Linked DNA regions of Mus musculus: regions 1, 2 and 4 are each linked to region 3. The links are chromatin contacts, called in public promoter capture Hi-C maps. All regions are on one chromosome and are shown on one strand. The core of a region is the stretch at or near the end of the contact, and the rest is flanking DNA. Distances in the headings are between cores, read along the strand shown. Region 1 holds the start of Repin1 (replication initiator 1). Region 2 holds the start of Gimap1 (GTPase, IMAP family member 1). Region 3 holds the start of 5430402O13Rik (RIKEN cDNA 5430402O13 gene). Region 4 holds the start of Malsu1 (mitochondrial assembly of ribosomal large subunit 1).

What was found. Promoter capture Hi-C pulls out the DNA fragments that hold promoters and counts their contacts. Capture Hi-C pulls out chosen DNA fragments and counts their contacts.
Region 1: a contact with region 3 is called in a promoter capture Hi-C map of pre-B cells, with 3 times the contacts expected there. The contact joins the promoter of Repin1 here to the promoter of 5430402O13Rik in region 3. A contact is called at or near these places in 5 of 39 promoter capture datasets (the 3T3-L1 cell line, hippocampal neurons, liver and 1 more) and 2 of 115 datasets of contacts at active chromatin or transcription factors (astrocytes and extraembryonic endoderm stem cells).
Region 2: a contact with region 3 is called in a promoter capture Hi-C map of pre-B cells, with 6 times the contacts expected there. The contact joins the promoter of Gimap1 here to the promoter of 5430402O13Rik in region 3. A contact is called at or near these places in 2 of 39 promoter capture datasets (liver and pre-B cells).
Region 4: a contact with region 3 is called in a promoter capture Hi-C map of adipose tissue, with 2.5 times the contacts expected there. The contact joins the promoter of Malsu1 here to the promoter of 5430402O13Rik in region 3. A contact is called at or near these places in 7 of 39 promoter capture datasets (3T3-L1-derived adipocytes, embryonic stem cells, hippocampal neurons and 3 more), 1 of 115 datasets of contacts at active chromatin or transcription factors (astrocytes) and 1 of 9 other capture datasets (adipose tissue).

Annotation. Positions count from the first base shown.
Region 1 is chr6:48,591,838-48,598,528 of GRCm38.p6, forward strand. It overlaps Repin1 (replication initiator 1), which reads left to right and starts at 2,046. Exons shown (of 3, transcript NM_001079901.1): 1 at 2,046-2,215; 2 at 2,954-3,139; 3 at 4,456-6,691. The coding sequence starts at 2,995. The coding sequence ends at 6,107.
Region 2 is chr6:48,733,905-48,741,243 of GRCm38.p6, forward strand. Gimap1 (GTPase, IMAP family member 1) reads left to right here and starts at 5,143. Exons shown (of 3, transcript NM_008376.3): 1 at 5,143-5,252.
Region 3 is chr6:50,564,101-50,570,971 of GRCm38.p6, forward strand. 5430402O13Rik (RIKEN cDNA 5430402O13 gene) reads left to right here and starts at 2,543. Exons shown (of 3, transcript NR_027892.1): 1 at 2,543-2,922. Cycs (cytochrome c, somatic) reads right to left here and starts at 2,469. Exons shown (of 3, transcript NM_007808.5): 1 at 2,316-2,469; 2 at 1,392-1,568; 3 at 1-1,285. The coding sequence starts at 1,560. The coding sequence ends at 1,137.
Region 4 is chr6:49,069,231-49,076,442 of GRCm38.p6, forward strand. Malsu1 (mitochondrial assembly of ribosomal large subunit 1) reads left to right here and starts at 4,565. Exons shown (of 4, transcript NM_029353.1): 1 at 4,565-4,873; 2 at 5,856-6,034. The coding sequence starts at 4,636. It also overlaps the pseudogene Gm19253.

The DNA of each region.
Region 1 (6,691 bases), core at 796-3,295, 2.0 Mb before region 3:
TAAGCATCCCTATAAAACATGCAGGTGAAACCAGTGGGTCTTACTGCATGCTCTTCTGCAACACACTGTTGTGCTGGACACATGCTCTGCCGATGCCCCTTCTATATTTGTGGTGAGGGAATCTCTATAATCTCAGCTGTACTTCCCACTTATTAAGGACTCCACAGTAAGAGGAGAAGTATGACCCACATAGTGCAGAGATGCACATCTCCACTCTCTCCAAACACAAACAGGGTTTCATAATATTGACACGTTCTAAAGTTCATGTGGAAAAACAGAGGAGCAGTTCTAGACAAGGAATTTGAAAATCAAAACAAGACAGAATCATCGTAGGGAATACTGAAACCGTGAAGTGTTAAAATCCACCGTCTGCAGTGAAACTATCATCATAAAGAGTAGCGTGGCCTGGGCAAGATCACTCTCCAAACACAAACAGAAAGGTGCACACCAGAAAGAAAAGGATGGGCAGGTTTTAGCACATAAAGCCAAAATTTTATCACTTCAGAAATTAGCGTTGCTAAGTGAGGTGGGCATGCCTGTGATCCCAGCACTTGGCAGACAGGCCACCGGGTTTGGGTATGAGGCCAGTGGGGTCTGCACAGTGAGACCTTGCCTCCCACCCCTACACCCCCAAAGAACAATCTTTTGGGGAAAATATTTTCCACACATATGACAAATGAACATCTTTAAGCATGAAACCCAAACAACCATCCCAACTTCCCAGCCTTGAAAGTGAGCAAATAGAAAGTCAGGCAAAGATAAATTCTCAGTAGTCATAGCATAAACTGGTTTAAAAAAAAAATCACACAAAACAAACAAGTCAGGAAACCAGCAACCCAAGAAGCAAAAATTGAAGCAAACAGTCATTTTAATTAAATTTGGGAAAATAGCCCATGTTGTCAAGGAAATGGAAAAAAATGGTCATTTCTCAGGGATAACTGATGAATCTTGTCTTTGACCATCTGTTTCTACCTCCAAAAGTTTGAACCTGGACATGGGTAATGAGACATTAATCTATAAGGACATAGGAAAAATATGTAATCGATTTGCATATTTATACAGCCATTAAACTATATATATATATATATATATATATATATATATATATATATGTTTTAATATAATATATAAGAGAACAACGAAATGGGAGAAAACTTACAATATCTTAAGTGAAGAGCCAGCATGTACAGTTGCAAGGGATAACCCAGGCTTCCCCAATATAAAATACTATTCAGAACACTCGAGTATGTCAAACACCGAATGTAATTGGCTTTAGGAGGCTAATATATGAGAGGGCTAGATGGCCCTTGGGAGAGATTTTAAAAGTGTTTTTTTTTAAAATAATTGTACAATTCAAAGCTTGTCTCTGTTGAAAGCATGAAAGGACACGAAATTGCACTGGTCTGGAAGTTCCAAGATGGGGTTCTTTTGGAAAGCCAAGGCCACCTGCTAGTGGGTGGTGAGTCATGGCCACAGGCTTGCACCTGCCTCCGCAGACGCCACACTGGCTGCTGTGCGTTTCCAAGGGTAAACGACCCATTTGTGCCAACAGCCACCTGGGCCCGGCCTGCATCTCTAGAGCTTAGGCCACTCCGGATCTTAGTTGTGGGAATAGAGGGCCTTGCAGAATTCACAGTTGCGGGCCATTCATTCTTCATCCAGATGCGCTCTGTTGCCGTGGTGCTGTGTTCCAGCCCTAAGCTAGAGCGGACTGGGCAAAGCCCCAGGCTCGACGCCAGGAGAACCGTTGGTGCCCTGTCTAGTTCTCTCTGGCTCTGAGTTTTGAAAAAGACAGTAAGGGTGGACCAAACACAGTGACCACAGCCTGGCCACAAGGTGGCCCAGGGGCGAGCATCCTTTTCTGGGCAGAGGGTTAGGAAACTGAAGCTCGGGCCGGTGGCCAAACCGGAGCTGGTGGCTGCCATGGCGATGGAGCCGGGGGCCCTCCCTGGCCTTGTGCCGGAGCGGCAGTGCAGCGGGGTGACCTGGCCCGCCCCGCCCCCAGGCCGCGGCCGCCTAGCCGAGACTGACCCTCCGCAGCTCCTGTAGTCACGTGGAGCTGGGAACCCAGCGCGTGGGGGGAGGTTGGGGACGGGCCTGGCAGTTGTGAACTCGAACCTGCCGCTGTCGCCGCTGCGGGGCGGGGAACCGGCCGCAGAGGCCGGCCTGGTGCTCTATGGATGGGCGCTGCGTCCCTGGAGGGCACGCGGGAGAGGTATGGGTCGAGTAAGGGCGCAGGGGCCACCGAGGGCGTGCGAGGGCAGCTCCACCTGTGGGGCGCGTGACCGTGAGTGTGTGCGGCTGTGGGGTTCGCGCGCGCGCGCGGAATATGAAAGGGGGGGGGGAGTGTTGAGGCGCGGGGCGAGCGCACCTGCGCACAGGCTCCGCGGGCTGCGCTGTGCGTGGGACCCGAGATGGCCCACTGGCTGGTCCGAACCGGTCCAGCGAGCCAGCAAATGTGGACGGAGGACACGCATCTATACAAAGGGGGAGTGTGTGGGCCTGCTGCCACCCGGGGCTGCCCTAGATGACCAAGGAAATTCTGGAGAGTCCTGGGCACTCTGGCGCTCCCTGCGTAGACCCTCGGGAGACAGGCCTGGAATTTATGTTGCGCGGAGAGTGGGGGAAGGGGAGGCAATAGGGATTCCAGAGTTACTGCCTAGGCAGCCCTTTGGCCACTGAGAAAGAGCCTTGCAACAGATGGAGGAGGCTATTCTTCTGGGGCCCTACCAGGCTAGGAGGTGGCCTCCAAAGGCAGCACTGTGCTTCCTCAGTAAAGGGTCATGCTCATGCTTTATTTAGTTCAGTGTCCGCTAGGTCATTCGACCAGGCTGGGTATGGAGTTCAAGGCTGAACTCTGTAGCCTTGAATCTGGGAGAGACTGGGTGATGACACAAACCTGCCCTGGCTTAGCGCAGAGCCTCACACTCGTTCTTTTCTCTCCCTTCCCCAGGTAAGGCTGACCTCTCAGCAGTTAGAGGTCTGAGCTCTGCCATGGGGATAGGGATGTCTTTATTGCTACAGTTTTCTCTGTCATCCGGGGGCTACCGAAGTGTGGGCCGAAGCAGCCGAAGTCTCCCCAGGAACATCCCCAGAAGGAGCTGGAAAAAGCCTCACCCCCAGCTCTTCAGTCTTCAGGGTAGAGTTTGGCCTTTCTTGTGCCCTCAAACCAACCCATAACTCCAGCGCTCATGTCTCCTATACTTGCAGGACAGGGATGTACTGGGGAAGGAATCCATTCTCCTATCATGGAGTCTTCCCTGGGTTCAGGCGGGGGTGGGAGTTGGGGGTTGGTGGGGTTGAGTCATGTCTGTAGTCCCCCAAAAGAGAGCAGGCTGTAAAGGAATTCAGGAGGTTTTGCCCGGACAGAGGCCACGAACAGACATGAAAAGGTCCCTGGGAAGTCTTACTGCCACCCCTGAACTGACTCTGTGTAGGAGGCTCTCAGGAATCTGGGTTCCCCTGTGGGGTATAGCTGAAGTGGGGCAGTCCTTGGCCCGGTTTGGGCAGGACCAGGCAAGGGACAGAGATTATGATCTCTTCTTCCCACCCCTTTCTTTACCCCAGTAATCCCTAGCCCCCTTAAGAGATGCTGAGCCAGGGTTCTCCCTCACTCCAGGGGAGGGGCAGCAGACTGTGGGTGTTCCTTGGATTGAGAAGTGCTTGCCTCTCCCCCCTCCCCCCAATGTCCCAGTTGCAATTGCTTGGGTGTGGGTGGAGAAGGGCTGGCAGGCAGACTGTGGGTAGTCTGGACAGGTGGTGGCCTGGTGTTAGTCTGTGCTAGTAGAGGCACCTTGCCCACCTCCCAGGTCTGAAGAAAGGCTGTTTTCACTTGCTCTCCAGGCTTAGAGCTGAGCTGGGGAGGCTGGAAGTACCTTCCTCAAGGTTTTAGTCAGATGGTTTTTGAGGAGATCTCCACACACCTAGGTGTTAATGCGGAGCACACAGTGGCCTGGGTGTTGACAAGATCCTGTCTTGTGTGTCCGCCCCAAACCTCCCCCCATCCCGTCCTGCCCCCCCCCCCCACCTTTGGTTTGCTCATCGTTTACAGTATCACCTCAGGCAAGTCCTACCACTGTTTTATGCCCCACACTTGCTTCATGTGCCAATTAGGGAGCTCTGGTGTGGTAGAAGAAAGTGCTTGCCACAGGGAAAGGCAATAGGGGGGTTGCGATATGTAGGGTACAGTAGGAATATTCAAGAATATTTTCTGTAAGACCTCCTGACACAAGGTAGATACTATGGGAGAATCCCAAGGAATACCAACATGTCTCCCTTCTAGAAGTTTCCAGGGCAATAAAGATACAAAGCTATTCCCTAAGATAGAACCGTGAGGGCAGTTCCTAGAGGGAGGCGTTCTTCTTCCATGGGGTGGGAAGGGAGAAACTGGGAGCACACACTGGCCTGGGGATTGACAACAGTGTTCCTGCGGTGATTGTGCTTTTCCACCCTCAGCAGAGGAAGAACCGATGCTGGAACAGCGCTGCAGGGGCCCCACGGCCATGGGCCCAGCTCAGCCCTGGCTCTTTTCTGGGCCCTCCCAGGAGTCCTCCCAGCCCGACAGAGGGTTGAGGTACCAGGGCAAATCAGCTCAGCCAAGAGGCCAAACCCCAGGCAAGGTCCATCGTTGTGCCCACTGTCGGAAGCGCTTCCCGGGCTGGGTGGCCCTGTGGCTTCATGCTCGGCGGTGCCAGGCCCGGCTGCCTCTGCCCTGCCATGAATGCAACCAGCGCTTTCGCCACGCCCCCTTCTTAGCGCTGCATCTTCAGGTTCATGCTTCTGCAGTCCCCGACCTGGGTTTCATCTGCCACCTATGTGGGCATAGCTTCCGAGGATGGGTAGCCCTGGTTCTGCATCTGCGGGCTCACTCAGCTTCAAAGCGGCCCATCACTTGCCCTGAATGCGACAGACGCTTCTGGCGACAAAAACAGCTTCGAGCTCATCTGCGAAGGTGCCAGCCCCCTGTCCCTGAGGCCCGGCCCTTCATATGCGGCAACTGTGGCCGGAGCTTTGCCCAATGGGACCAACTGGTTGTTCACAAGCGGGTGCACGTGGCTGAGGCCTTGGAGGAGGCAGCAGCCAAAGCCCTGGGTCCTCGCCCACGAGGACGTCCCGCAGCTCCCAGGCCTGGTGGAGACGCTGTGGACCGCCCCTTCCAGTGTGCCTGCTGCGGCAAGCGTTTCCGCCACAAGCCCAATCTGATCGCCCACCGCCGCGTGCACACTGGTGAGCGACCACACCAGTGCCCAGAGTGCGGGAAGCGTTTCACCAACAAGCCCTACCTGACCTCGCACCGGCGCATACATACCGGCGAGAAGCCCTACCCATGCACCGAGTGTGGCCGCCGCTTCCGCCACAAACCCAACCTGTTGTCGCACAGCAAAATCCACAAGCGCTTGGAGGTCTCAGCGCAGGCTGCCCCACACCCCGAGAGTCACCAGATTGCAGCAGAGCCTATGGCACAACCTGCACTTGGGGTGCCCCTGGGGTCCCCGCGGACCCCAGCTGAGGCACCTGCGCTCCTGCATAGCTGCTCCGACTGCGGCCGCAGCTTCCGGCTGGAGCGCTTCCTGCGGCTACACCAGAGGCAGCACACAGGGGAGAGGCCCTTCGCCTGCACAGAGTGTGGCAAGAACTTCGGCAAGAAGACGCACCTGGTGGCGCACTCACGCGTGCACTCCGGCGAACGTCCCTTCGCCTGCGAGGAGTGTGGTCGCCGTTTCTCACAGGGCAGCCACCTGGCAGCCCACCGGCGAGACCATGCACCAGAGAGGCCCTTCGTGTGCCCGGACTGCGGCAAGGCTTTCCGCCACAAGCCCTACCTGGCTGCGCACCGACGCATCCACACAGGCGAGAAACCCTATGTGTGTCCCGACTGTGGCAAAGCTTTCAGTCAGAAGTCCAACCTGGTGTCCCACCGGCGCATCCACACAGGCGAGCGGCCCTACGCCTGCCCCGACTGTGATCGTAGCTTCAGTCAGAAGTCCAATCTTATCACACACCGGAAGAGCCACATCCGGGATGGCGCCTTCTGTTGTGCCATCTGTGGCCAGACCTTTGATGACGAGGACCGACTCTTGATGCACCAGAAGAAGCATGATGCCTGAGAGGGGCCGTAGGCCTAGGAAGACAGGCCTGGATATCCTTGGCAACAGGGTGTCAGTGGTCCGGGTGGGGTACCTACACTGATGCTGCTAGAGGAACAGGTAAAGATCCCAGAGGGATAGAGGAGACAGTGATCTGGGCTCTGTTTAGGAATGGACTTTCCCCTAGGTATCCAGGGAACCCATTTTAGAATTCGGGGGACCTGGCTTTGAGCTAGTTGGCCCCCAGCCCCAGCTGGTTTTTCTAAGGGTCAACTCAGACTGCCCTGTACCCTGGAAAAATAGCAATAGCAGCCCCATCTACCCTTTGAGTCCTCAACTAAACACCAGTGGGAAGAGAACCGTTCCATCCTCTGGTGTTAACGCCTTAATGTCCCCAGTATTTACTATGAGTTGCTTCAGGTCATTTTTTGATTTTTTGTTTTTTCTTTTGGAAGTAGGTGTGGTATAGTCGTTAGTAAATGAATCCCTGGGCAGGGAATATGGGCTGGCCGGCTGCACCTTGGTGAACCTGCTGGTTAGGGCAGCAGCAGAGGTGAGGCTGTTCCTCTCTCTCTCTGTCTCTCTCTGGTCTCTGTCTCTCTCTC
Region 2 (7,339 bases), core at 3,893-6,392, 1.8 Mb before region 3:
TTCTCCTTTACCAACTCACCTCCATCTTGTTTAGTAAGAAATACTGATGTCATACTAAGGACACCCACTATTAACATTCTCCTAGATATTATCTATAATAAGCTAACAGAAGAATCTAGAAGTTTGTTTTCGAAGTTCAAAATCACCAGATGAGCTGCTCATCATTTGAGCCTAACAGGTGTACCTCTATCAATCCACAGCAAAGTATCTACCAGCAAAACAAAGACGTTGGCAGTAAATGTGTAAGATGGACATCAATAAATAGGCATTGTTCTTTAACTTATTAAAATGATTCAGCTACATCTACATTAAGTAACTTGTATGAAAATAGCAAGGAAAACATTACCTATTATATTCATAAATATAGCCTGGTGAATGAAGATTTGAGAAAAGCTAACATTAGTAAGGTGGTAATCAAATGTATTTGCTAATGTTTCTATTGTAATCTGCGTAATCCTTACGCAACTTATAAGTGCAGGTATCAATTGTTTGCTGATTCTCCATGAAGAAGTCAACTTAGACAACTGAGTCACCTGTTTATCCATTATAAGTCATTCTAAAACCTGAGGACATTAAATAATTTTAATACACTCATAGTTTATGTTGGGAACTCAGACAAAGCCCAGTGGGTACAACTGAGCTCCGATGGGCCTCAGCAGGAGTGGCTCGAATGACTGGATACCAGAGAATTAAATAAGGGGACACACCTGAGCTTCTTGCTGTCACCTGTTGCTCAGTCCTCTGAGGTGCACTTGTGGAGGCAGGAGTGGGACTTTCCACACCTTCCCAACCATTTCCCCCGGGTGAATGTGCTCCCCAGCTCTACCAGAGTCTATAAAGTCAGAGGAGTCTAAAGGTAGTGCTGGTCAGCTCTGTTCATTATTGAGAAAATAACAGGGAAGAAGGCCAATTCTATGTGAGACTCCAAGTTCACAGATGTGGAAAGGCCTCATTATAATAGTCCATTTCATTGTTACAGCAGCTCGGCCATGTCCACTCACCGAAGCAACAGCTCTGAATATGTTCAAAGAGCACTTAAAGAAGCATTCCAATCCATGTGCCTTTGAGGAACTGTCAGTAAACTCTGCACATAGAGCCCTTGATGGGGCTCTGGCCCACTCATATCTCTTATCAAACCTTCTCCATTCCCAAAACACTGTTGTTCAAAGCAGAGGTCTCCCTTGTTCTGAATAGAACACATCTAATGTAAAGCTACATAGCAAAATGCCAGATTGAAAAGACCTACATCATAATCTTAAGGAAGGAAGCCATTGTTGTATCCTTGGCTTTTTGCAAAGCCCCAGTAATTCCATCCAAACACCTCTAAAGGGCTCTCAAGCAACTCTAACAACATATCCAGAGTCTCTATTAAGTATAATATTAAAGATAAAGTTAAATGTCAATCTAACAGTTTACCACTAACCTTCATTAGATGGACACTAAATTTGTAAGTAGGTAATGTCATGAGTGCCTTCCATCTTTCCTACTACGTCTCTGTGAACATTCAGAAAATAGATTCAAAAGCTGGGCGTGATGGCGCACGCCTTTAATCCCAGCACTTGAGCACTTGGGAAGCAGAGGCAGGCAGATTTCTGAGTTCGAAGCCAGCCTGGTCTACAAAGTGAGTTCCAGGACAGCCAAGGCTATACAGAGAAACCCTGTCTCGAAAAACAAAGACAAAAACAAAAACAAAAACAAAAAAAAAGAGAGAGAGAGAAAAGAAAATAAATTCATCACAAGAGTGGGTTCATATGACGATGGCATCACATTAATTCACCAATGAAGAGTTTTTATGCATGAGCAGTTAGCATACATGTATACATGTATGTATGCATACCACATGCATGCCTGGTACCCTTGGAGGCCAGAAGAGGGCACTGGATCCCCTGGAATTGGAGTTGTGAATTGATGGGGTTCTGAGCCATCATGTGGGTGCTGGGAATTGAACCCAGCTCTTCTGCAAGAATAGCAAGTGCTCTGAATTGATGGGCCATCACTCCAGCTCCTAATCCACAACTTTAAAAAGGACCACTTAAGATTCATTTATCTACACTTTAGCGTGCATTTAAAAGAGGTTTGGGGTGAGAAGGAGGGGGTGTCTGTGGAGTATGAGGGGGACACATTGGAGCTTGACATGGCACTATACAGTCCATGATTTGATCCAAGGAAGTGGCCACTGCCTTTATATCCCGCACTTGACCCTCCAGAAAAAGACAGAGACTTACACTTGACACCACAGATGGGAAACTCACAGGAGACACATCTCTGTGCTGTGTGTGCTGACAGCACCCACCTCCCAGGAATGTCACTCTGGTCTCACAATTGCCTTGAGGAGAGCTTGACTTTGCCCTTGTCTGCTCTGTGGAATTTTGACAGCCAGCTACATGCTGTCCCCATGTGTTCCTAGGAAACCATTTTACTTCCCAGTGTGAAAAGGGGGAATTCTCAGGATTTGAAACAAACTTAGTGGACATGAGCTCGGGACGGTATCTTTTCAGAAAGAAGCAGGGGGATGACTATGTTCGTTTCGCATCATCCTCCTGATCACAGGATGAGGAACTGTCTTTGCGGAGTGTACAGCCACCAGGCTTCTGTGGAATGATGTGGGGAAGTTTTGATTGTAAGCAATTTATAGCAAACGATCTAGTTATGAGAGTTTGGGTGTTTGTATCCAGGTTAAATTCCCGCTTCACTCATAATCATTGCAAAGAGTCGACGACTTCTGACAAAGCACAGCAGGGAAATTAAGCTTGCAAGAGGCCACTGTAAAACTTGCCAGGACCACACTTCTCCACTACAGCTGGGGATTTTACAAAAATATTAAATCCATTTGCACTTTCTGCTCTGCAGTTTTACACATCTTTATCTGTGTCCTTTCCCTCACCAAACATAGAATTCTGTATCATCTTGCTAAAAAGTATGCCTTAGCCAAGCCTGGGGATTCAGACCTGTAATACCAGCTACCTGGGGAGGCTGAGGCAGGAAGACGGCAAGTTCAAGGCATGCCTCAGCTACAGAGCAAAATTCAAGGCTAGCTTAGATAACTTAGTGAGACATTGTCTTAAAATAAGAGGCAAACAGAGGGCCAGAGATAAACCTTGATGCCACAGTACACCCATGTGCTAGGAACAGGGCTCCATCCTCAGTACTGAAAAATAAAGAGGAGAAGAAAATAAATACCATGACTACAGGTATGATAGCTACAGGCCACATGGATGCAATATTCAATCATATGAACTTAAATATACAGCTTAGTCTCCCCATCACTCCAACCACAATGCAAAAGTTCATAGCCTTGGGAGCCCTGGGAACATTGCTGTCATCACAGAATCTTTGATTAAGCAGAAGCACTTTGCAAACAAGGGCTATGCAAGAAACCACAAAGAGTTGTCAACGATTTCTTAATATGTCTGTGGTCTGAAGCATTTCCCACAATTTCTTCAAACTGCAAGAGTAAAATGAATTATTGTGCATCCAGATATTTGCAGTAAGCCCTGCTCGTTCATGTTAGCTGGAGCCTGTTCCTTCTTCCTCACTTTGGTCCTGTATCTGGTGACTTCTATGGTCACACGTGTGGTGGTAAGTAGGGCAGTGGGGAGATGTTCCTTCTAAGGTTGGTGTTGCAAAGGCAAGAGTGGAGAGGGTAGGCTAAGAAGAAGCTTTCTTGAGGAGATTCCCACCCTCTCTAGTGAGGATTGAACCTAGGGCTTCCCACATGTTGTATCCTCAGGCCCACTTTCAGTTATTTTGAAACAGAGCCTTAAACTTACGATCCTCCTGCCTCCATCTCCCTAGAGTTGGACATGCCTGCTTTGGGGGGACATATGTAAAACCATATTGACACATCTCTTCAAATGGCTCAGATAATGAAGCAAGAGAGATTCTATCAGCATGCCAACATGCAGCAGCAGCACAGCCTCTCCCTCCAGCTGACCAGGAGTGCAGCCAACTGGCAGTACCCACTGTCTGACTATCACCCTTGCCCGGAGGTTGGCATCTGCTGAAGAGCGATGCCTCTAGGTTAAGTGTTTTCTCCAGTGGAAGTTTACATCCAATAACTGGCTGATAGAACTGTGAAATGCAGTCTCGTCACCTTCCATCTCAAGGTCTACGCAAACTGTAGAATTCCCTGTGGAGTCAGCATTTGTTGTGACTGACTCAATCTTATCCTTATCCAATACCGTCTTCTTTCCTTCCTCTCTCAGGTGTAAATCCCAAGGCTACTCCCTCATAGCTTCTTTCAGCACCAGATATCTCCACCTCAATAGTCCATATGCCTTGGAACCCAACCCTTTTACACAGACACACATACACATGTGCGTGCAAGTATACAAACACTTACATAAATATACTTACATAGAAACATAGTTTACAATATTAATAGATCAAAAGAAAAATCATGCAATTACTTCAACCATTAAAAGACATTTTTAAAGTAACTCACATTTCCAATCAAAGCCTTTATTTAGTAAAATAGGAATGAACAAAATATGCATGCACTAATTTAAAGATTAATCACTAATAGCCAATATCAGTCTTAGTGATATTAGATATTCTATTCTTTGTAAATTTTTCTTTTTTGTTTTCTTTGGTACTGGATAGACCCTAGGACTTTGTATATGCTAGGCAAATGATTCTAGGCAAATGCTCTATCAATAAGCTAAACCCTGAGCCTTTGGTGTTTGTTTTGTTTTGAAGTGGGGGTCTTAAAAAGATTAGTAGCCTAGAATGGGCTTCAATTTGTCATCCTCCAATCTCAATTGGAGGCTATTTTGTAGTAAGAGAAATCCTTAAAGAGAAAAATGGAAACAAAAATAATAAAAATAAAACAACAAACAAACAACAACAACCACCACCACTACCACCACCACCACAAAACACACACACACACACACACACACACACGGAAGATTACCTGTAGCCAATTCTAGAATAGAGTCAGCCAAGGAAGGCTCTGTTGACATGTTTGATTCTACTAACCCTTCTGGACAAACAGCCTTTAGTCACAGAGAAGATAGAGTGCGTGATTTCATAGAGGAATGCTAAGACCACAACTACATGGAAAATGTTTCTGTCTCTTTAAGCCATCATCATCCGGCCTTTCTCTCAGTTTCCTGATCTCTAAGACCCAGGCAGCCTAGCGACTTCCTCTATGCTCAGCCCTGGGCAAGGAGAGACTTCTGCACTCACAAGCGAAGGGAAGGCGAGGCCGGGGCTTCTCTGGGTCACTTCAGGGACTGTCAGCAAGAAAGGTGAGCCTGAGGCTGTGAGCTGGGGTGGAGAGGAAGCTGGGCTGTGAGACCAAAGTGTCTGGTACCTATACACCTGCATTGTACAAAGCACTATGCAGGAGCACTCCGAGCGAGCGTGCATCACAGGCAAGGGGGGCTTCCGGATGCGTTAGGATGGCCTGGGCTTCGAATCGACAAGTTTGGAGGAAGTCTTAGGAGTTCACACATCTTTGATGAACAAAGCTTATCTCTTCCCTCACTCTTTTCGTACAGTAAGGGAAATGTACTCTAGATCTCCTCCCAGGAGCAAAGCACAGTCCATTCCTCAAAAAAAAAAAAAAAAAAAAAATAGAGTTTTCTGATTTGCATGGTATCTTTAGCTGGTGATGTCTGGTGTATCAAAGAAACTTAAAAGGTCTTGAAAAAACATGTCTTTACCTAGTACCTTCCAGGACTGTGTACTTTGGCCAAAAAACAAGTTAAAGAGTAAAGTGATGAATTTTGAAAGAAATTTCATTAAATGTTTCTTTCTATAGAAAAAAAAAGCACATTCAGCAAAGGCAAACGATCCTTCTGTGTCCTTATAAACCATGCTTTCATGGCTACTCCTCATGGGCCACGTCTGTCTCTCAGAAGTCTCTTCTTCTCCTTGCCAGTCGGAGGGGCTCTAGCAAACTTGAGAGGAATGGAATTAGTCCTCACTTGTCTTCCTGGAGTTTGTCCCACTCCAACTGCAGGGATACCTCTGTTTCTCCGCGTCTACAAGGAAGGGTTTAAGAAATAATGTTCTTCAAATTCTGGATGCAGATTAAGCTTGTGAGAAAGATACTACTTGTTGTATCAGAACAACTGAGGATAGATCCAAGAAGTGTGATGTTGAGGGGAACACCTAAATACTTCAAAAAAACAAAACAAACAAACAAAAAAACCAAAAACCAAAACCAACCAACCAACCAAACAAAAACCAAACCAAACCAACCAAACAAACAAACAAAAAAGCCCCAAAAAACAAAAACCAAAACCCCATCAAGCTTGTAGGCAAGGACCTGGACTATCCCGGGCTCTCTTGAGCATATAGAACTGCATGTGCTTTATGTTCCCAGATAATAGAAACATTTATCGCCCGAGATTTCACTCGGTGTTTGCCTTTCTCTTAGAAACTATCAAAGGAAGCCCAGCCTCCACTCTGAACTCTGGAAGCCCCAGCGTCCTGCCCTGGGCTTCCATGGAGTCCCTGTGCCTCCTCCTCATTTTCCCCCAGGAAGAGCTCCTCCAGCTCCTGCAGAAGCCTTGCTCATTGCTCTCGCTCTTACCTTGCTCATTGCCCCCGCTCTTACGGCTGTTTCTTCAGTTCTGATCTGTGTCATTTGTGGGCATTTGCTGATTTCTGCACACAGGACAGAGACATGGAATCCCACAGAGTGTTTGACTAAAGGCTTTGGGAGATGGAAGGGGTATTAGCCCATCTGGTTTGCAAAGCCCTTCTGTGGGAGATAGGCTATTGAGTTAACATTACCCTTCTCTGGTGTTGTGCCCACAGGAGGAAGAGAGGGAGGGAACATGTCACCCATAGTGGAGACAAAGAGATGGAGCATGAAATGGTGGAGAGATGCAGATAAGCACTCAGACAGGAATGTGGAACCAAAGCTATCACCAGAGAAAGGCCAGGGAGAGGTTGAATCTGATTTCTGGGCAGTCACTGGCTGAGACCTGTTAGCTGAATAAGAGGTTGGAGTAGCAGACTGGGGGGGGAGGGGGGGGCACTGCTTTGCGCTTAGGGACTCCTGGAATTAGGCTTAAGTGACCCGGAAGTGCTTGGCTGTACCAGATAATGTTACAACCAGAACATAGGTAGTAGAAGGGGAAAGTTTAGAGCAAAGGGCTTGGAGACTCATAAGACAACTTTGTGGCGTTGGTTCACTCCACCTTTCCTGAGGTCAGGAGAGAAAGCTCAGGTTGTCAAGCTAGCATTGCAACCATCTTTCTGGTCCCCCTAGATGTTATTCTTCAAAATCCAGATGCTATCTCTAAGAAGGAATAGAAGAACTTACTATGGTGGACAAAAGGTGCCCCCGAAGTGCCTGTAAACGGAAGCGCACGCCTAAATG
Region 3 (6,871 bases), core at 1,293-3,792:
TGACCTGAGGCCCAGTTAATCATCTTCTACACGTCTGAAGTCACGATGAGGTCTTTCTCCAGCCTTTTCACCCCCACAAAGACACCACTATCACTCATTTCCCTGCCATTCTCTATAAAATTTAGGACCACTCAGCTAATACATAATTATTCACCTTTATAGATCTCATTCTGGCCAAAGAACGAAGGGTAAAGCGTGGCTGTAGTCGGAGTTGCCCGAGATATCAAGGTAAGAGCACCTAGTACCTTCACTAGACCATGGCTTTATACCAGGGAACATTTAAACAACTAAAGATATGTTAACTGTCATTAAACAAAGCACAATCAAAGGATCACGATCTGTGGTTGTTTTAATTATCTTCTTTCTGCTGATACAAACTATTTCCTTTATTTCCATCTTTCCATCTAGTAAGTTAGCAAAGAGTGCCATTCCTAATCGAATTCCAGTTATGTGTGTTTCTGAGTGGGTATTTAAGGACAATTCTGATTTACAACTTAGTCTTAGAAAATAGAGAATTTAAAAGGCCTAACTTGCTTGTTTCTAAAAGCATTTTAATTTGCAGATCAACTATAAAGAAGTGTTAAATACTCTTTATTTGATATCATACATAAACCACAGTAAATGCCTTTCAATAGTAAAAGGCAACATCCTTGATGTAGGGAATTCTAATTAAAACTGCACTGTCAAGAATAGACAGTTGCCTCCTGGTGGTTAGCCATGACCTGAAAGAGGCCAGTGAACACAAACTGAAACACATTTGAGTCTTCTTGTTTCTGAGACAGTGATAGAATTTTCCCAGTGTTTAAGCATATTCATATGCCCAGTTATATAAATCTAAGTATAAAACCATTTAGTAGGTTTGAGGTGACATGCCCCTATTTATGGAAAGTAAAACATTGCTAATTAAGTCCAATCTTATCTTGAGAAAGGGAGAGCCGTGGTAGCATGTATACAACTGGAACTGTTGCTTTAATAAAGACCGTACCCACTTTATGACAAGTCAGTTTTACTTAAATCAGGACTGTCCAACAAAAACATTGCTAGCCATTCATGATCTGAATTTGGTGTGTGAATTAAATTATGGTGTACATTAAAAGCCATGAGACATTTGTTTTGTAATAAATAAGGCAGTGGAATTACTCATTAGTAGCCTTTTTAAGATAAGCTATTAGGTCTGCCCTTTCTCCCTTCTTCTTAATTCCAGCGAAGATCATTTTTGTTCCAGGGATGTACTTTTTGGGATTCTCCAAATACTCCATCAGGGTATCCTCTCCCCAGGTGATGCCTAAACAGAAAGAGATGCAGAGGTTAAGTGTTTTACACACCTGGTAATTCTGCACTGGTTAACCCAAGCAACCTGTGCTGTGGCTGACAGCAGCTCCCCCCGTTACCTTTGTTCTTGTTGGCATCTGTGTAAGAGAATCCAGCAGCCTGGCCTGTCTTCCGCCCGAACAGACCGTGGAGATTTGGTCCAGTCTTATGCTTGCCTCCCTTTTCCACAGTGTGGCACTGGGCACACTTCTGAACAAAAATCTTCTTGCCTTTTTCAACATCACCCATTTTTAATTCTAAAAGGGAAAAGATCCAACAGTAAAACGTACTACGGATCCCAATGACCATTCAAACCGCTATTCTTATGTCCTCTTAACACCAGGCAGGGTGCTAACTCAGTCCACTTGCAATATTCTTCAATAGCAAATACATCACCTAGGAGACTCTCCTTTAAAGCAAGTCTGTGCTCAAGACAGGTCCATGCCAAGGGAAATGGAAACCCACAGCTCAAACCCCAGTTTCCGAAGAAGGCAAGGTCAAAAAGTCACAAATATGAAACCGGACTCATTAAAGCAAAACCACTACAACTCTTAACATTTCAGAATGCTAAACTGCTGTCAGTGCTGCCGATTAAAGTCACTTCCAAAGATAAGGGAGGCTGGGGGTGATCCTAAGTGCTTCCGCCTGCTCCGGTCTCATTAGGAGGTTAAGTCTCTTCTCTCTTGCTTTAGTCCGGCACGGGAAGGCGAGGGAGGACTGGGGAAGGAACCGTCTCACTCTCACGTTGAGATCCCAGGGGTGACTACGACTTTACAAACCCACCCTCCCAGATGCTTAATCAGGAAAAGAACTGGCCCAGTCCTGAAGGAACAGCAGCTTCTGCTCTCAGAAGGGGCGGCGGGCGAGTTCCTTCTAGAACTCCGGGCCCCGGTCCTACACCCACGCCGCCTCCAGCCGTGCCACAGTTCTGCATGGCTTTGTAGGTTAGGCCTGCCCCGGCCTCCTCGCCCCGTTCCCGGTCCGCATCCCCGTCGCGCGCTCACCGTTCCGGGCTGGTCAACACCACGAACGTTCGGACTCGAAGACAGACGTCCCGCGCTCTAGCCCAAGGACACGCCGGCCCGCGCCTATGTACCGGTGTCGGTGCAACCACACTTGTTCCGCCCGTCCGCGGCCCGACGTGCGGTAGCGCCGTCTGCTGCGCCGTGACGTAACCGCACCTCATTGGCTCCAGGACAGGTTTGTGCGCGCGCATGCGAGCTAGCATGGTAGGATGTGCCCAGAGGGCGCCCTTCCTTCAGAGGCCTCGTTTGCCCGACACTTACGACAGGCCTTAGGACGTAAGGCGTGGACGTGCGTGACGTCACCCTCTGGCCTGCGAGATGGCGAGGGCAAGTAGCGGGGCCGATGCTCCCTTGGGATCCGGGTGTGGCTCGGCTCAGGTAACGCCCGGCCCTAGGACTCCTTCGGCCTCCGCCCACGGGGAGTGCTGAGACTGCCGGCCGGTGTGCTGGCGACCTTTACCCAGGCTTGGTCAAGGCTTCCTGGCTGGCGCAACTGCACTGGCCTCGCAGTGGACGCCTGCTGGTGACCTTTACTCTGTTAAACCATCTTCCTGCTCTCCCAGTGAGAGCCTCAAAGCTGGGGAAGGTACGCACAAGTGGCAGACAGGATCACATCTTACCCAGAGTCCCTGTTTTCTTCCCCTAGTGTTTGTAGAAAACGAGGAGGGTGTGCAGGCAAGCTTTAAGGGAGAAGCAGGATTCGCCTGAGTAGAGGATTCCCGGGAATCCGCTAGACTTGGCATCCCTTCTGACCATATTGGAAATGGAAGTCTCCTTAGCATACTTTCCTGGTGTACTTCAAAACGAACTCACAGACACTTTAAATTCTGCCACTGGACGTTTTCTTCATTACTCCCCTCTCCCAAATTCAGATGAATGTCGGTCCATTCCCTATGTTCTGTCTAGCCTTGACATAGTTTATCGTGTGTTTATAGATGCCTGGTGTGTGCCGGGCCCTTCTCAGTATGAACTCACATATTCTGGTTGAGCTTGTTTATATTCTACCACTTTTCCTTCCGCCATCAGATTAACATGAGATGTTAGAAGGCTGGTCTAAAGTCTCAATAGATCTCTTTCCAGCCACTGGTCCTATCTGCTCAAAGATGTCAGTTTGTGTGAGTATAGTTGTTAGGTATTCCCAGGGATAGTTGATTCCAGAACAATCCCCAGAACCCATACAGAATTCCATGGGTGTTTAAGTCCTTCACATGAAATGATGTAATATTTGTATATAATCTACACAATCTCCCCAATATTTAAATAATTTCTAGATTATAACTTATACTGCCAAATGCAGTGCTGTATGGTGTCACTTAGGGAAAATGACAAAAACGCTAGTCATTCTGTATTGGTGAGAATATTGTAAGCCTAACTACATAGTATGTGATGTGATCTGCTGATTTCTGAAGACATGGATATGGGAACCATAGATAAGGAGGTCTGATGTATTTTCATTGTTATTAAACTGTCCTAGCTTTTGGGGGTACTCGTTCAGCATTTAGACTTAGTCCTTATGTAGGTTTATTTTAAGTTATTTGTATATAGGCTTATTTATCAAACTCTTAAAGTTTTTAAAGACCTGATGTAGCAAATCTGTAGACATTCAATATGTCCTTAAATCAAGTCCTGATACTGCCTTCCTTATTTCTCCAAAGAAAAAGTAGTTCTTACTGAAGTCATTGTTCTCTCAATATCGTTTCTTTGTGGAACAGAAGATACCATTTTTCGTTTATAAACGAGTTGGCTGTGAGTTGCTCTTGTTTGTGTTTTATGTGTGTATGTGGGGGAGGGGAGTGTTTGGTTTTGGCTTGGGTTTCTTTTGGGGGGCAACTTGGAAACTAATGCTAGGTACCAGCCTGTTAGTTTACCTGAGTTCAAACTTAGGTCAGGTTCTCTAAAATGGAGTCTGAATTTAAAAGACTCGGCATCCCAACCCTATCTCAAAGCCATTGCTCTATCTATTCTTATCCTTTGGGAAGGAGAGTGGCTGGTAAGAGTTGTAATTGTTTTAAAGCAAATGCCTCTCTTTTCAATATAGTGGATTGCGTATTTTTTTAAAAAAACTATGAACAAATCACTATTAGGATGTTCTTCACGTACAGGGAATAAGTGGATCGGATGCTTTAGATTGAAGTGCAGCAGCATTACCTAGGCATTCCTGCCAGAGCTGCCCCAAGCCACCTTCTCTGAGCTAGGCTTTTCATTTGCTGAGCTTCTAGTACAGCCAGAGATGGTTTCCTTTCAGTCCATAGCCAGCCCTAGACTCAGCGTGGACAGAACACATTGTCCACCTCCAAACAACAGACTCCTTGTGGCCCCGCCCCCCGTTCCATGTTTTGATTGAGGAGGAGGAAATTTTAGTAGAAGCTTTAAATAGCATATATTATATATTTTAAGAAAAACTAAAGGGCCTAGGTTCCTACTCTCATTTTTGCAAGGTGAATGAATCTCTCAGAAGGTCTAAAACCATCCCAGGGAAACGGAAACGTTAAGAAGATAGGATTTTTCCAGACATTGGCGCATGTCTTCAATCCCAAAATTAAGGAGGCAGAAGCAGGCAGATCTCTGTGAGTTCTAGGACAGCCAGGAGTAGAAAGAAAGTTCCAGGGCAGCCAAGGCTGTTACACAGAGAAACCCTGTCTTAAAAAAAAAAAATCAAAGAAGGAGGAGGAGGAGGAAGAAAGGGAGTAGGAGGAAGAAGAGGAAGGGGAAGGAGAAGGGAGACGGGAAGAAAAGAAGAGGGAGAAGAGGAAGAGGAAGAAGAAACAACAAGAAGTGTCTCTCTGCTTACAATTTGGACACAATTTTAGTTTAGTTTATTCTTCAAAGATTCATATTCTGGAAGCTTGCTCCACAGTTAACAGTATTGGAAGGTGGTGGGACCTTTAAGAGGAAGGGCCTAATGAAACATGACTTCTCCATCAGGTCTCTTGCACCGTCATTCTTCATGAAGAGTTATCTTGGGCTCTGGTTGTAAGGGAACATTAGTTCTCTCATGAGTGGATTAGTCCCTAAGAGAGTCAGCTATTATGAAGGAGCAAGCCTGGTCCCTCTTGCTTCCTTCTTTGCTTTGAGACATCTTGTGCTTCCCACCATTTGACACTCTCTTCCATGAGGCTATCGTGTGTGTGTGTGTGTGAGAGAGAGAGAGAGACAGACAGACAGACAGACAGACAGACAAACTAATAACAAAATGCCAGCCACTGTATTCTGAAGGCAGGCCAGGGAGTAGAATAGAGAAATGTCAGATCGATACATGACTTTTATACTGGCTGGGTTTGTGTGTCAACTTGACACACACTGGAGTTATTACAGAAAAAGGAGCCTCCCTTGAGGAAATGCCTCCAGGAGATCCAGCTGTAAGGCATTTTCTCAATTAGTGATCAAGGGTGGGAGGGCCCACTGTGGGTGGTGCCATCCCTGGGCTGGTAGTCCTGGGTTCTACAAGAAAGCAAGCTGAGCAAGCCAGGGAAACAAGCCAGTAAGTAACATCCCTCCATGGCCTCTGCATCAGCTCAACCTTCCTGACCTGCTTGAGTTCCAGTCCTGAATTCTTTGGTGATGAACAGCAATGTGGAAGTGTAAGCTGATTAAACTCTTTCTCCCCAACTTGCTTCTTGGTCATGATGTTTGTGCAGAAATAGAAACCCGGACTAAGATAGCTTTCTTAATTAGATTTATAGTTTAATTTCCTCCTTTTTATTGTGATAAAACACACCACATAAAGTTTGCTATGTTTTGTTTGGTGGTATTAAGTACAGGTATATTATGCAACTGACCAATATCTGTACATAGAACTCCTTCATCTTGCAAATCTGAAATTTTACATGTGCTGAGATGGATATTTGTCAGCTTGACTGGATTCTATAATATCCAGGTAGCCAGTACTATTTCTAGGTATGTCAATAAATTATCTCCAAGAAACTGGCATTTCAAAATTAGTGGATTAAAGACATCCTCTTTCATCCAAAATGGGTAGGCAGATGCAATTGGTTGAGGGCCTAGAGGAAACAAAGAAGCAGAGAAGGGCATTCCTGCTGTCTCCTCAGGAGCCAGAGCTCCCTTCTTAGCTGTAGGACAAGCAATTCTAGATTCTTTGGCCTTTGGAACTTGCACCAGTAAGCCCTTAGTCCTTATGCGGAATTATACGGTACTAGAGTCCCTGGTCGTGGGCTCTCCGGCTGTGGATTTTGCCATGCTACTCACTTGTCTGGATTTTCCATCTTTCAGATGCCTTTGTGCCTGTTGTGTGCTTGTAGCATAAGGCATAATATAACAACCAAAATAAAAGTTTTCCTGTGTGTGTTTTTTTTTTAAGAGTAAGTGAAATTGGATGGATAGTCTTCTTCAATGTCAGATCTTCTATTAAAAACTGTCACCAATGAACTTTTTAATGAACTACATGAAGTATAAGTATCTTCTCACTAAAGGACAAAGCCTTTCGGGCTGGTGAGATGGCTCAGCGGTTAAGAGCACTGACTGCTCTCCCGGGGGTCATGAGTTCAAATCCCAGCAACCACATGGTGGCTCACAAC
Region 4 (7,212 bases), core at 3,315-5,814, 1.5 Mb before region 3:
GAATTGAACTCAGGTTCTCTGAAAGAGCAGTCAGTGCTCTTAACTGCTGAGCCATCTCTCCAGCCCTAGGGTTTTTCTAATAGATTCTATACAAATGCCTAAGTCTGAAGCATTTCTTCCTGTAGCTGGCTTTGCTACTTTGTGGATTCTTCTTTCCCACCATTTATCCCACTGTTTGACCCCCTATCAGTAGATAGGAGAGAAAGAAGGACAGAGGGGAGAGAGAAATAGAGATTTTTGAATCTAATTTATTTCTTCTTGTTTCTGAGTTGCTTGTAGTCAGTCTTTGCTACCTTTTGGGTTGTTCTTTTTCCCACCCTTTATCCCCCAACCCCAGTTTCATCCCCTATCACTAGATAGGAGAGAAAGAAGGACCAGGGAGAGATCTAGAGAGCTGTGAATCTAATTTCTTTTTTGTTTCTTCTTTGACATGACTATTAATAAACCAACCCTCCCCCCAATGACCAACAACCACCCACCCACACTGCCTCTCAGGGCACTAGCATTTATGTACCCTGAAGTTCAAGTTCCAAACATCACACAGTCGCAGAACAAAACCATGGCAAAACCATGCCTTCACTAGAGCTCAAGGCAAAGCATGGTCAGCTGTTGCGGGCAGTCTGAAGCAGCCTCACAGCCCTATACCTTCTGGGATTAAAATGAAAACACTTTCTTATAATATTTCTGTGCTTCTTAAAGAAACCAAAATTCCAGAATTCTCAAAATATCTTCCCCATGAAGCCAATTCATAGCAGAATACTATATAGTCAAGCTCTACAGAATAGTTCTCTGACCAATGAGAATGTTACTGAGCAAGTCTTACAGGTGATATTGTTTATGCAAAAGGGAACATGATATGCATTCCCTGACTGCTACATGTTTACAGTCTAGGATGAATGAAGCAGGAACACAAATAACACAACGGACAATGTGATATCAGAAGTTCAAGTTGTCGTGGAAACCATGTAAATGCTCTCTATGAGACTATGGGGATAAAGTGAGGTCTGCATGTTGGTCTCAGAAGATTACAATGCCTGGTAATGGGTTTTTTTGTTTGTTTGTTTTGTTTTGTTTTGTTTTGTTTTGTTTTTGAGACAGGGTTTCTCTGTATTGCCTGCTAATGTTTTAACTTAGTTTATGTCTGACATTTGTACAATGAAATTGCTTAATGATGCCATTTGTCAGAGCCTGTTTCTACAGCTGGCAATGTAAACTATATTGATTTCCTTGTGATCACATAAAGTTCTATAGCATTTGCAGATAATTCTTGACAACAAATACAAGTGAGAATACACCTCTGGGATGATCATGTAGAAATGCAGGACAGATGGCAAACATGGCAAGAAAGACCAACTTCATACCCACGGGGAAATGGAACTGAAGAAGAAGGGACGGGAACTCAAAGATAGAGAAGATAACCTCATCTGTAATCATTTCCTTTTCTTATGTAACAGAACAATTGTAAATATTTGTAAGTCTTTGGAGTAGGTCACACAGGTACATATGCTACTTCTGCACTTATTTATTTTGTGACAGGGTTTTAACATGTAACCTTGGTTGACCTTAAACTTACTATGTAGACCAGGTTGTCTTGAACTCACAGAAATCCACCTACCTCTGCCTCCCAAGTGTGGGACTAGAGCCATGCACCATCACTCCTGGTGAATATTTTGAATTTGATAAAATATCTCCCAACATTAATGCTTGGTGTTCCTTTTTTTCCTTTAAAGGATTAATAGTATCAAATACCTGGGGGATCCTTACTATGTGTTTGGTGGTGTCCCACTATGTATCTGGGGCTGCTCAGGAAGCTTTTTTTCTCAGATACTTGGCTCTTGCTTCAGCTTGTCCCCTAAGTATATGACCCTGGTCACTCCAGTGTTCTTACTGAGGTGATCTCTACACTGCTGCCCACTGGTGGAAACTTCATGCAAGGGTTGTAGGTGATGGACTGACCCAAGAACAGTCCTCTATCAGGCCTTTACTGTCTTTGTCCCACTTGAATCCAGAATAGTAGATGTTCTTTGTGGGATTTCATGTATATAATGTATCTTGATTGTATCTACTCCCACATCTCCCCCTTCACTTTCCTGAACACCCCTCCCTCTGTAATATCCAAGATAAATTCAAGACTACCCTGTACCTTCCCCCTTCAAAAGAACTTTCCAAACTGTACTAGCAGGCCAAGTACAGAGCCAGATAAAAAAGTTGGCTGACTAAACAAATATAGAATCATAGTTTTAACGGTCAAAAACAAGAGTAGCAATTCCCCTGCCCCGACTCACACTAAAAACACAAGGACAGACAAAATAAAGAGTCACCCTACACAAACCAACCAATGTCTAAAAAAGGTTATTGGCTACACCAATTAAAATAAGTCAAACAGCTCAGGGGTCATGATGGGCAGCAAGATGGCTTCTGCCACCAGGGTCATGCAGGTAGTGAATCCACATGCTCCATTAATAAAGTTTCCTAACAGAAGAGACAAACCTAAACTCAGTGCCTCAGAAGCTTTGGGGTCTGCTGCACTCCCCTCCCATTCCTCTGTCATTTCGCAGCATTCTAAAGGAAGTACGTCCCCCGATTTACTAATGCACCAGGGGCCACCAGACACTGCAAAAATTACAAAATCATTACCTCAGAAATACAGAAGGAAACCTATATTTCAAAAGGAAATGGAGTTTATCCAGCGTGGGGGTCCAGAGTGATCGTCGTGGCTGCTGCTTATCACCAGACAGAAGGATTCGCTTTGCAATAAAGGACTTCCACAATGTCAAATGAAAAGTTATATATTAAACAACCTTAATAAATATTCTGTAAGCAGAATGAAGTATAGAAACTCCAGGTGGTCACTTGTATCTCCTGCATTATGTATCTTGGTCAACTGCCCCACTAGCTGACCTGTACACTTATTAAAGTCTACATTTTTAAATGCAAAAAAAAAAAAAAAAAAAAGCCAAACTACCCTGGTGCCCTATATCTGGCCCTTACAAAAGTATAAAAAGTGTGTTCTTTCTTTGTTCTGGATCTCTCCTCCAGCCTGTGTGCTGAGAGGGGGTTCCCCAACATGTTGGATAAGTAAATCCCACATGTGTTTTGCAACGATGGTGGTCTCTGTGCTCTTTGTGGGTGAGGGTCTTTTAGCAAGCTATAACACCTCCTTCATGTCCTTTCTCTGTATAGCCCACTGAGTTTAATTAGTGCTATCTTTATGCGCATAGGTGTTCATGGTTTTTTGTTTTGACCGGAGTTACAGTGCTAGGCATGGATTCCCTCCTGTGAGGCAGGGCTCAGATCTAATCAGAAGGTGGTTGGCTGGCTAACCCCATAACTCATGCACTATTGACTCAGTGGGCGCATCTGGCCTGGCATTGGAATTATCACTCAGGGTAAGTCCACTGATGGCTTTTCTCCCCCAGTGACCTGCATGCCACCTCCTGACTCCATGAAAGCTGGGCAGCAGGTAAGAAGGTTTTAGATTAGTTTCAGCTTGAAAACAAGGAGTGTTGTCTTCACCAATATGTATGGTCTTACCATCTAGTTGTGGGAGACAACCAAAATAGCCTCACTTGTTTTTAGGTGGGCCCATAGCTGCCCTGACCAATAATGTAGGGATGATAGTATCCCAAACCCAGCACTGAGATTTTCATTTAATGACCCATATCTTTCATTTGAAAGCAATCAACCATACCTGATGCCGCCATTCAAACTTTTTTCTTCTTTTTTGTATGATTCATTTTTGTTTTGTGTTTTTAATTTTATGTGTTCAGGTGTTTTGCCTACTTATATGTCTGTACAATATGTTTGTGCACTTCATCTGAAGAGGGCATTTAATACCATTGAAATTAAATTCAGTCTGTACTTTTGACTGCTCAGCCATCTTTCTAGTTCTTGAATTTAGGGTTTTTTGTTTGTTTGCTTTTTTGTTTTTTGGACAGTGGGAAATGGCTAAAAATACTTAATTCCTATCTGACAGGGTTAATTTCTGCATATTTGGGGGAGAGGAAAAACAGAAAGGAGAGAGCTAGAGAGGGTTTGAAGGGGCTGGAGAAAGTGGGAGGGAAGGAGAAAAGGAAAGGAGAAAGAAGAAGAGGAAAGAGAGAGAGAGAGGTAGGAACCCTTTAATTCCTTTTAAGATGTATTTATTTATGTATGCCTACAAGACAGAAGAGGGCATCAGATCCTATTATAGGTGGTTGTGAGCCACCATGTGGTTGCTGGGAATCAATTCTCAGGACCTCTGAAAGAGCAGATAGTGCTCTTAACCATAGAGCCATCTTCTCCAGCCCCATAAAGATTATCTGGGCTCACTTTTTTTTTTCCTTTTCCTTCCTTTCCTTTCTTTTTTTTAAAAAAGAGAGACAAGGTTTGTCTGTGTATCCCTGGGTGTCCTGGAACTCACTTTGTAGAATAGGCTGGCCTTGAATTCAGAGATCTGCCTCGGCCTACCAAGTGCGGAAAGTAAAAGCGTAAGCCACCACCATCCACACGGTCCTCCTCATTCCTTAAACTACTCCCCAGGCAATCCGTCTAAATCACCGTTTCCGGTTACAGACCCGCCCACTTCGTGACGTAGAATCCCGGAGCCGCCCGGAAGCTCCACCACCTCCCCCCAGAGAAGTCGCGGCGAGAGCTATGGGTCCGGGCTGGTCGCCCGCGCGGCGTTTATGGCCGCTGCTGTGGCGCAGGGCGGTCTTCCAGAGAGCCGGCCCCGCAATGGCTTCGGTTCCCTGGCTTCCGCGGCTGGCAGAGCGATGGCTTCCCGCGAGGCCCGCGACCTGCCTGACCCCGAGCCTAACGCGCGGCCTGCACCATGGGCCTCAGCCCGAGGAGCGGACCGCTGGCGACGCTCGCCTGCAGCCCGGACCCGCAGGTACGCGGGCAGGACACCTGGTGGCCCGGCCTGACCCAGGCGGCCCTGGGCTTTCCTGTGCGCTTCGGGGGCAAGAGAAATAGCCATTCGCGCAGACGCAGAGCTGGAAGGGATTTGGGAGGTGGTCGGCACCAACTTTGCTTTGCGTACCCGAGAGTCCTAGAGGGAGGCTAAGGTAGCGTGTTGTCGTCAAAATTCCAGTCATAGAGCGGGCAACATCCGGCTCTTGGCTTCACAGCCCAGGATCCACCCCGTCTCACGATCTGCCCAGGGTCGTAGCAGGTGGACTGGTTGGTCTTAGTAGCACTAGTCCTAGCAGCCTCGTTTCTTCATATCTGTTGAAGGCTGTGGACCAGGTATTGTCTTGAGAACCCGCCTACCATACAGTATAGTTAAGTAACCTTTTTAATCTGCGATTCGATTTAACGTGTGCCCTAGGATATTGTCCTCTCCCTCAAATCATGCCGCTGGTTGTTGTGTAGCATCTCTGCATTTGTGGAGTGTTGTTCCTTTCAGTACTAGTAAATAGAAAGACATTTGCTTCTGCTTCCGTTTGGTAATCGCAGTATCCAGTGTCCGTAATCTGAACCTTCTACCTAGGAAAGCTGAGCAGTGCTTTAGGGAACTGTTGTCCGGGTTCAGTTTTAAGCTGGTTTTTGGTTGGTTGGTTTAGTTTGTCTTGAATGGAGATGGTATTAGGGGTTGGACCCAGGGCCACGTACATGCCACCACTGAAGCACACCTTCAGTCTTTTAGTTTAAAAATAAAAAATCTTTAGACCTTGTCTTTCTGAGTTGCTCAGCCTAACATTGAACCTGGGATCCTCCTGCCTAGTGTTCACCAAAGCATTTTAGATATAAATACACTTGTAGGGGGAGCAGTTCCACTGTCTCCAGGAGACTTCGTGTCAGTCTGCTTCTGTAGACAAATGTAGGTCTGTATTCTCCTCAGCCATCTGACACAAGCGTTTCTGCATTTTCAGATCACATTGGTGCCAAGTTTGACATCGATATGCTGGTTTCACTTCTGAGGCAAGAAAATGCAAGAGACATTTGTGTGATCCAGGTTCCTCCAGAAATGAGATACACAGACTACTTTGTGATTGGGAGTGGGACTTCCACCCGACACTTACACGCTATGGTCCACTACCTTGTGAAGATGGTAGGATGCTCTCCTTTGTTGTGAACCTTTACCTAGAGAGTGACACACAGAGGCTGCAGAGGAAGCCCACTTTCTAGAATTCCCAAGAGTGATTTTTATGGTTTCTCAGAGTAAAATATTTGGGAGCAAATACTTAGCTCTGTCGAGCCCAGATAATTTCTAATTCGTGTCTTTTGTGACAAGGAAAATTAATAACATGAAACAAGCCAGAAGACACTAGGAGTCTGTTCTAGAGTAGCACCTATGTGATAGCCTCTAGCTAGTGAAAGGCTTTAAAAATTATTTAAAAGATTTGGAGGTTTATTTTTATTTTTTATTTCATGTGTATGTCTAGTGTCCACAAAAGTCAGAGGAAAGCATGTCGTCTTCCTAGAAATGGAGTTCAAGGGCGCTGTGAGCTGCCGTGTAGTTGTTGGGAATTGAGCCCATGCTATTAACCTCTGAGTCAACTCTCAAGCCCTTAAAATCATTTTGAATTAGGTGGGTGTGGTGGGACATCTTTAATCCCAGCTTCTTGGGTGGTATAGGCAGGCAGATTTCTGAGTTTGAGGTCATCCTGGTCTACAGAGTGAGTCCAGGCCAGCCAGGGCTACACAGAAAAACCCTGTCTCCAAAAACAAACAAACAAACAAACAATTTTAAATGATATGAATGTGTATGTTTCTGTGTGAGTATATGCACATGAGTCACCAAATATGGCTGCCAAACTTGGGTCCTCTACTAGAGCAGCAAGTCTCTTACCTGCTCAGCTTTCTCTCCATTCGAATGTGAGCAGACTCTGAAACCCAGTTCTTCAGCTACACTCGCCACTTCCAGACACCTGATTTCCACATGTGGCTGACTTCTACCATACTCAACAGCCATATAAGTTTCCATAATTTCCAAAAAGTTCTGGACAGTGTTTTTTGTCCTAGTTTGCTTCCTGTTGCTGTGGTAACAACCACGATGGAAGCAGTTTAGGAATGGTGTTTTGTTTTTTTAGCTTATAGGTTATAGGCTTTCATTAAGAGAAGCCATGTCAGGAATCCACGGCAGAAACTTAAAGCAGAAACCAACAGAAGGACTCTGCTTTCTAGCTTCGTTAGTCTACCTTGTTCAGCTAATGTAGCCCAGGCCCATCTGCCTAGGTGTTCCCCAAACACTGAAGTATTGGGAAGGTAAAAGTGAAGTATATGTCG